Regions from separate parts of the Mus musculus genome. Here region 1 is linked to region 2. The links are chromatin contacts, called in public HiChIP or PLAC-seq maps. All regions are on one chromosome and are shown on one strand. Each heading gives the region's core, a stretch centred on a gene start, on an enhancer-like site or on the middle of the called end of the contact. The rest is flanking DNA. Distances are from core to core; before and after follow the strand shown. Region 1 overlaps Pacsin2 (protein kinase C and casein kinase substrate in neurons 2). Region 2 overlaps Arfgap3 (ADP-ribosylation factor GTPase activating protein 3).

Region 1 (4,273 bases), core at 1,087-3,586, 72 kb before region 2:
CTTGGTGCTGACTGTGACCTGAAGGGCGAGGATGTGGTGGAGTCAAGCCAGGACCACAGCGTGATGCTGTTTGAGAAGGTCGAAGGGAGCCTTGCTGATCTGTACAGTAGAGGAAAGCAGACTAAGGTGGCTAGGTGAAGGTGGTTCGAATGGCCAAGTGCTGAGAATGGAGGGCCCAAGCGGGTGTGACTGTTCATGCTAACTAACCAAGGACTGACATTTAGAATTAAAGCCCCATGACCACGTGGAAGCTGGTCCCTAAGTGGGAGGTCCATGTGTGGGAGTGGGGTACCTTCACTGGGGTACTTTGGGAAGGGATGATCTTTCTCACCCTTCCTGATGCTCTCTCCCTTACCCTCTGTCCCTCCTGTGGAAAGAAGGGCCCTGAATGTTGAGTGAAACACCTGTCCTTTTCTGAGTTGTTTTCTGGTTGGTTGGTTGGTTGGTTGGTTGTTTTTTTGTTTTGTTCTTGTTTTTTGAGACAGGATTTCTCTTTGTAGCCTTGTGTGTCCTGGAACTCTGTAGACACCAGACTGGCCTCAAACTCACAGAGAACTGCCTACCTGTGCCTCCTGAGAACTGGGATAAAAGGCATGTACCACCACCGCCTGGCTTTAATTGGGGTTTTTAAGAGGGTTTATTTTCAGAAAAATGGTTCTGTGTCCTCACGGAGCTCCTAAAGTTGCTTGCCTCTTACCAGCCCACTCTGTAGTTTGATGGGCTGGCCTGTGTCATCCATGGTTTAAAATCCTTCTCTAGGCAACTTAGTTTTCAGGCAGTATTTTCCAAGGCAACTACATCTTCAGAGAAATTCTTAGAAGAATTAAAAACTATACTCCTCCTCTAAACTCTCATTGTTTAGACTGGCAAGTGCTCTGGCAGGTGGGGGACCAAGTGTTGGGTCTCAGGCCGCTCCACTTTAGCAGCAGCCTCTAGAATCCAGCATCTTTTGATGGTCAGTTTCCCCGCTCATTGTTGAGGGCTCCACACCGCGTTCCAGAGAGAGAAGTCACTTTATTTGCTGATCTCTATCACTTCCTTTAAGGAATGTTCCCTTTTCCAGATGAAGTCATTGGAAGCAAAATAGGTTGTGCCAGGTAGCTGAGTTGAAACACATGTTTCTTCTTAACCAATGGTGTGAGGCCATGTGTTAGCTCAGGCCTGAACCAGGTGGTTTGTGTGCTCAAGAGATGCAGGACCCCTGTCCTTCTTCCTAAGGGACTGAGTGGACACACACTGAAGCTGGCAGCAGAGGGCCTCAGCTGGGCTGGAGGGTGCCTGTGTGGTTGGAGGGAGCAGAGCCTGAGCTTTTCATTGTTGTTGAGCCGCTGAACCCACTTGTGATGAATATGGTAGTGCTGGGCTCTCTTTCAGCCTTTAGAAGGACTTGAAGAAAAGAACATAGAATAAAATGGGAAGGGGACAGGTGTATTGATAAAGTAATTTTAGCCACTGGAGTTAAAACCTCTTCAAATAGTTTCCTTCTGTGGATCTCATCTCCCTGATTCAAAGTCACTCAGACTTCAGCCCCCCCCCCTAAAATGTCTGACAAGTTTTAGCAGAGTGAGGTATCCAAAGAAACGTGGATGCTACAGAGAAGGCCGTGAAGAAAAGAGGGCAGTGATACAGACCCACGCCCTCGGAGTTCCCATTTGTGGTGTGGTGGTGTAGCCTTTAATCCTAACACTCAGGAAGCAGAGGTAGATGGAACTCTGTGAGTTTGAGGCTAACCTAATCTACAGAGTTTCAGGAGAGCTAGGGCTATGTAGAGAGACCCTGTTGATAGGCAGGCAGGCAGACAGACAGACAAAATACAAAAAGGTGTTAGACATTGAAAGTGGTTTTGAGTGGGAGTTTGAGGCTAGGATACTGCCTGCCTCACCCAGGTCTGTAGTGCAGGAAGGGCATGGCAGACAGGAGGCGTGAACTGGCTGTACCTACAGTGCAGTGGCAGTAGAGTACCCACTTGGTCAGAGCTGTGTGCTCTGGGGGTGGGGTGGGAGGGCGAGGCTTGGGGACTGACAGTTTGGTGGGAAGCGAGCAGAGCTGGAGCTGTGGAGGCCATGGAGGGGCATGCATGGTCACTGGGCTGATTTCTCTCGAAGCTGGGAGGCTTGTCCTGGGATGTGGCCATGTGGGACCACCCTTCATCCCAACATGGCATCATTCAGGAAACAAAATGTCTTTGCCGGTTTGGTATTTCTTTCAAAAGCATTCTGTGTGGTTGGATGACATTTCAAATAGCTCAGGAGGCTGTTAACAGTAGAGTCTCCCCATGCCAGGGGCACATGTGACTGAGTGAGGACTGTGTAGCCATGAGCTTTGAGAGGTCACAGTTGCTGCCGTCCAGCAGGACACGTATGATGCTGCCCCGCAGCTGCCTGTGTTCCATCTCTGCACAGCCCTTGTCCTGGCTGCCTGGTGCCCCATGCTTCAAGTGTATTTCCTCTTCTCCTTTTAAGTCTCTTCTCATCTTTCTTTCCTTTCTCAGACAGGAGTTTACTGTTGGGAAAGCTGACCTTGTCGGTTCTACTTCCTCAGCCTCCCTGGTGCCAGACTCACGCCTCTGAGTCACTTCTCCCCGCTACAGTATCAGCATTTGATGGACACCAAAGTAGCTCTGAGTTTTCAGGGTTGTTTTTTTTTTTTCTGAACAGTCCCACAGTGAACTCTTAGCTCTCCTGGCTGAGCTTATCCATAGGGTAAACTTGCAGCTGAAACAGGTCCCAGGATAGATGGTAACTTCTCACATTGAGGTTGGATAATGTGCAGAGCTAAGGACAGATACAAAATATACAAGCTTGGGCTTTGTTTTTTTTTTTTTTAAGATTTACTTTTAATTATGTGAGTGTATGTGTGAGTGAAAGGGGACATGTGTATGAGGCACAGGTGCCCAAAGAGGCCAGACACATCGGATTCCCCTGGAGCTAGGTGTTCAGATGGTTGTGAGCTGTCTGACGTGGATCCTGGGAACCAAACTGGCATCACCTGCAAGAGCAGTAAATGCTCTTAAGTGCCCCATGCTTGGTTTTAAATAGCATGTCTTACTGCGTGGTTTTAGTTCTGAAAAGCTAAGTGCAGAGGTCCAGTCCAAGTTACTGTGCATCCTGTAGGTGAGATCCCATTGGTCCCTCTGCAGCTTTTGGTGCTGACCTCCCTGAGCCTAGTACATAGCAGGCCCGTCACTCTCCTGTCCCTTTACTGAGAGGTACCTGTCCCTACTTCCCGTCTTTTGGAGTCTTCTGAGGACATACTTGATCTCACCAAGTCCCTGTCCCTCACACTTCTTTCCCTAGCACCTATATTTCCTCTGTCCTAGAATTTAGCACACTGTGTGGCTCTGTCACTTAGCTGCATGGCAGGGTATCCTAGGGAGAATATCAACTCCAGGAGGACAGAGACTGTTAGCAGTTTAGGACAGTTGCTAGTATGTGGGAGATGTTTGTGGAATGAATGACTAACTGTGTACACTTATTTAAAGACTGCTGGCTGCCCACCTCACCCTGGGGCTGCACAGTGACTCGGAAGAGGCAGACATTTCCTAGGGACTGAAGAATATTCTGTGCAGGTAATGAGTAAGAAAGAAGCTTGTGTACCCATGGGACAGAAAGTGGCCTGGGAAGGCCGTGTGTGTACCACTGCTGCCCTCTGCGGCTAGTGCTTGGCAGGGATTTCAGAGGAGAGCTTCCTCTCATCTTTCAGGGAAGACAGGCAAGCACAGTTCTCGGACCCCCGTGCTTTCTGCAGTAGCCTGTAGGCCTCAGGAAGGCCTCTTGGTTTTTCCTCTGGAATGAACTAAAGGGATTAAAGTGAAGCTAGACGTCTTATGTAACACATCCTTTGTGTACCTGATACCTGTTATCAGGCCTGAAATGGTAGGAGGAGGTTATGCCAGCCTCCAGCTGGGGCCAAGGGCAGCTGTGGCCTCATCTGTTAACCTCTAAGCTTCTGCATGCTGGCAAAAGACTGGCTCTGGGACACGTGTGACATTGTACAGCTAGAAAAGTCACTAGAAGTAGGAACCTAGGCACTCTTGCCACATTCTTGCTCCTGGATTCCTAAGGAGTGCCTCTTAAACAGGATTGCTTAATAACTGTCTAAGGAGGGCTTACTGTGTGCTGGCCTTAGGGTCTCACACTGTGGCTCAGATGGCCTAGGGCATGTTCTGCAACCCAGGCGGCCTTGAACCCAGCAGTCCTTTTGCCTCTTGAGCTTCCTAAGTGCTGAGATGTCAGGCATTGGCCACCAATGTGGCTTTTTTAATTAGTTTCTT
Region 2 (3,854 bases), core at 1,231-3,730:
TTTCTCCATGTAGCCCTGGCTCTCCTGGAACTCACTCTGTAGACCAGGCTGGCTTCAAACCCACAGAGATCTGCCTGCCTCTGCATCCCGAGTACTTGGGATTAAAGGCATACACCGACACCACCCAGTTTATGATTTGCCTATTTTAATACTTTCATGTTCTAGTTTTCAATCTGTTCCTGTGATAAAACATATATCCAAAAGCAACTTAAGGAGAGTTCATTTTGGCTCAGGATTCTAAAGGGAGAATCCATAATGGTTTAAAAAAAAAATCGCAGCAGGAAATGAGGTCAGCCTGACAGCCAGAAAGCAGAGAGAGATTAGGAAGAGGGGCAAGGTTCTCAGAATTTAAAGCCTCTCTGACTGACATCCTCCAGCAAGGCTCCACCTCCTGAGGTGCCATACCCTTCCAGAGAGATCCACCAGCTGGGACCTAAGCCTTCACGGCTCGCAGGAGGCTGCGGTCACTGACCCAAGCCTTCACGGCGTGTATGGATAGAGTTTGGATGCTTGCTGTTTTGCACTGGCTTGACTTTGCACTTAGCTCACTCTTACCATCCATTCCTCCATAACCCTTTCCTTGCTGAGACTGAATAACGCTCTAGGGATCTATAAACACTGATTTGCTTGTCTGTCCAACCATGGGTAGACACTTGAATTGCTCCCACATGGTAGCCATGGAAATAAAGCTGCCCTGAGCATGTGTATACACTTGTCACTTTGAGAACTGTCCTGAGCCCCTTGAGGACAGCACTCGGAAGTGCTGTCAACAACTCAGGTGATAACTATATTTCTCCTCTTGTGAGGAAGCCCCTCCTTGTCCAGAATGACTCGGCCACCATACATCCCGCCATTTCTGCTTATCTTCATCGGCACTCAGCATCTTCCTCCTCCTCTTCCTCTCCTCCTCTTCCTCCCCTCCTCTTCCTTTCCTCCTCTTCCTCTCCTCCTCTTCCTGGTCCTTACCCTCCTGCTCCTGCTCTTCTTTTCTTTTCTGTAGTGCTGAAGACTACACCAGGGGCCTCGGGCATGCTGCATGGGTATTCTGCTGCTGAGCCAGACCCTTAGCCAAGACTCACTCCCTCCCTCCCTCCCTCCCTCCCTCCTTCCCTCCCTCCCTCCCTCCCTCCCTCCTTCCCTCCCTCCCTCCCTCCCTCCCTCCCCACCCTCTCGCACCAGCCATTGGGTGTGAGGTAGTTTCTCCTTTTATTTCTGGTATGAATTTCCCAGTGGTTAGCGCTCAGCATCTTCTCATGCACGATGGACGTCTGTGTTCCTGCACCCTGGTTTGGATTGAGTTGTTTGTTATATTGAGCTTTCAGAGTTCTTTATGTTTGCCATATATTGATCCCTTATAATAGATACAATTTGAAAATATTTCCTCCCATCTGATGGATGTATCGATTTTCTTTTCTTTCTTTTTCTTTCTTTCTTTCTTTCTTTCTTTCTTTCTTTCTTTCTTTCTGTCTGTCTGTCTGTCTCCCTCTTTCTTTCTTTCTTTCTTTCTTTCTTTCTTTCTTTCTTTCTTTCTTTCCTAATGGCTGTATCAGTACTCTTTCTTTCTGTCTGTCTGTCTGTCTTTCAAGACAGGGTTTCCTTGTGTAACCCTGGCTTTCCTGGAACTCGCTCTGTAGACCAGACTGGCCTCAAACTTAAAAATCTTCCTGTCTCTGCCACCTGCGTGCTGGGATTAAAGGGGTGAGCCACCACCATCATCACCACCTCCTGGCTCTGTTTGTTGATACACTTGTCTTTCCTGACATCCTGTTAGTGTATGCCTTTTGGATCCTTGCCGAGGCGCACACATCAAACCCACTGCTGGAGGTTTTCATCCTGTTCTTTCCAAGGGTTTTATGGTTTCAAATACCACATTTATGTCTTTGACCCTTTTGAGTTTTGTTTTTGTTACTTAGATAGGGTCTCACCATGTAGTGCTGGATGTCCTGGAACTTGCCATGTAGACTAGGCTGTCCTTAAACTCACAGAGATTCACTTGTCCCTGCCTCCCAAGTGCTGGGACTAAAGGTCTATGCCACCACGCCCAGTTTGAGTTAATTTTTGTTTGTGGTTATAACTAAGTGAATAACTTCATAGCGGGGGGGGGGGGGCGGGGGAGCAGATGAACTGAGGACCGTGTATGTATGAACGCCACATTAATGGATGCTAGGCAGTTGACCTGGTAGAATGTGCGCTACAGGGAAGTGAATGCCCAGCCTCTCAGTACTTTTATTTTGAGACAGGTTCTCACACATTGCCTGGGCTGGCCTTAAACTCACTCTGTGGTCCACACTGGCCGTGAACTTGTAATCTTCCATCCTCTGCCTCCTAAGATTATAGATGTGAGCCGCCTGCACCACCACCCCTCCCCCCAGCTTCCAGACTTACTTTTGAGAATGTTTTTCCCAGATTGGTCACGAGCTGTTCATACACAGTGCCACACCCTGTCCAGAGTATAGAAAGACCGGACATGAGGCCACCCACAGCTGCCCCTCCTCTGCCTGTGCTGTTCTGTCCTATGATCACCTCTGAGGCATGTGCCCATGCACAGAGTTCCAGGAAACCAGGTAGGAAGAGGACTGGCCTGGAACCTGGACAGCGAGATCTGTTGGGCCTGTGCAGGTTCAAGCTTGCACCTTTTAAAAGTCAGATAAATGTATGAGTCACATGCTTATGGAAGATTCAAAAAATAACAAGTAAAGAACACTGAGCCAAAGGCAGCTGCCAAGGCTGTGGGCGGGAGAAAGTCCAGGGCACTCACTGCTGAGTTAAGGCTAGCCTGGTCTACATAGTGAAGTCCAGGCTAGCCAGGACTACAGAAAGACAAAATCAGACAAACAAGCCATCCCAAGCCTGACACAGTGGCACATGAAAGGAACCCCAGCCCTGGGGAGTCTAAGAGTAACCTAATTGACCTCAAAAGACCCAGAAAAACACAAACACCCACAGTGAAAAAGTTTCAGCAGCCCCAAGTATGCAAATGAGAGACGGAAGCTCCTGCACTGGCCCCTCCCTTCTTTCTCTCACTACCTCTGCCAGCCACACACATGCACACACAGACAGCTGTAGCTCTCACATGTGAACACTGGGAACAGTGTGCCATGGATGATATAGTTAACCAAGGGCAGGTTTTGTTTTTAGGTTGAATTTCATGTTAGTGATTTTTACAAAGGACAAAGTAATTTCTAAACCGTCTTTGGTTGGTAGTCAATGAAGCAAATTAGGAGTGTGAGTACAGACAAACCAGACGTGATGCCTAGGCCAGGACCCGGGCAGAGCTGTTCACAGGGGCGCTCAGACTCAGCCAGGTGACTGACCGCTCAAGGGATTAAAAAAGAGCCTGAGCAGGGCCTGCGTCTCCATCTCCTCGCCTCAGCGGTTAACAAGAGCACTTTTTTTTTCCCTCAGCACTCGGCTTTCATAGGACTCTGCCAAGCAGCAGCTCTTCCTGTGGCAGTGGGTACTGCCTAAGGCTTCTGCCTGCTGGGGTGGGCGTACATAGGCCTTTACCACCTTTGTCTTGGGGGGTCTAGGGCTCCGCAGGAATCCCTGGCAGCTCAGTTTAAGAGCCCTGCCTAACCGGAGCTGGAGAGGTGACTCCAGTTTTAGTTAAGAGCACTTGCTCCTCTTGTAGAAGACCCAGGTTCAGCTCCCAGCAGTCCCGTCAGATGGCGACGCACCCGTGACCCCATCCATAGGCATATATGTGACAGATGCAACATACATGTACATAATAAAAATAAATGTTAAAGAAAAAGAGAAGAGGATGGAAAGATAGCTCAGTGATGAAAAGTATTGGCTATTCTTCCAGAGAACCCAGGTTTGGTTCCCAGCATGCATGTGGAGTCTCATAACTG

Evidence for each region. HiChIP or PLAC-seq counts read pairs in DNA pulled down with a chosen protein or histone mark.
Region 1: a contact with region 2 is called in an HNF4G HiChIP or PLAC-seq map of pancreatic cancer cells. The contact joins two enhancer-like sites. A contact is called at or near these places in 1 of 39 promoter capture datasets (macrophages), 3 of 115 datasets of contacts at active chromatin or transcription factors (embryonic stem cells, extraembryonic endoderm stem cells and pancreatic cancer cells) and 3 of 9 other capture datasets (adipose tissue, liver and pancreatic islet).

What each region holds. Positions count from the first base shown.
Region 1 is chr15:83,408,609-83,412,881 of GRCm38.p6, reverse strand. The region is part of intron 1 of Pacsin2 (protein kinase C and casein kinase substrate in neurons 2); the gene reads left to right. Among named protein-coding and RNA genes, the nearest start is that of Gm41368, 25 kb to the right of the region's middle. Within about 2 kb of position 2,336, at least 101 of the 459 cell types and tissues checked have an H3K27ac peak or open chromatin away from gene starts, as enhancers often do. A contact at or near this core is called in pancreatic cancer cells, where this site is marked.
Region 2 is chr15:83,337,282-83,341,135 of GRCm38.p6, reverse strand. All of the region lies in intron 2 of Arfgap3 (ADP-ribosylation factor GTPase activating protein 3), which reads left to right. Among named protein-coding and RNA genes, the nearest start is that of Gm51290, 2.6 kb to the left of the region's middle. Within about 2 kb of position 2,480, at least 51 of the 459 cell types and tissues checked have an H3K27ac peak or open chromatin away from gene starts, as enhancers often do. A contact at or near this core is called in pancreatic cancer cells, where this site is marked.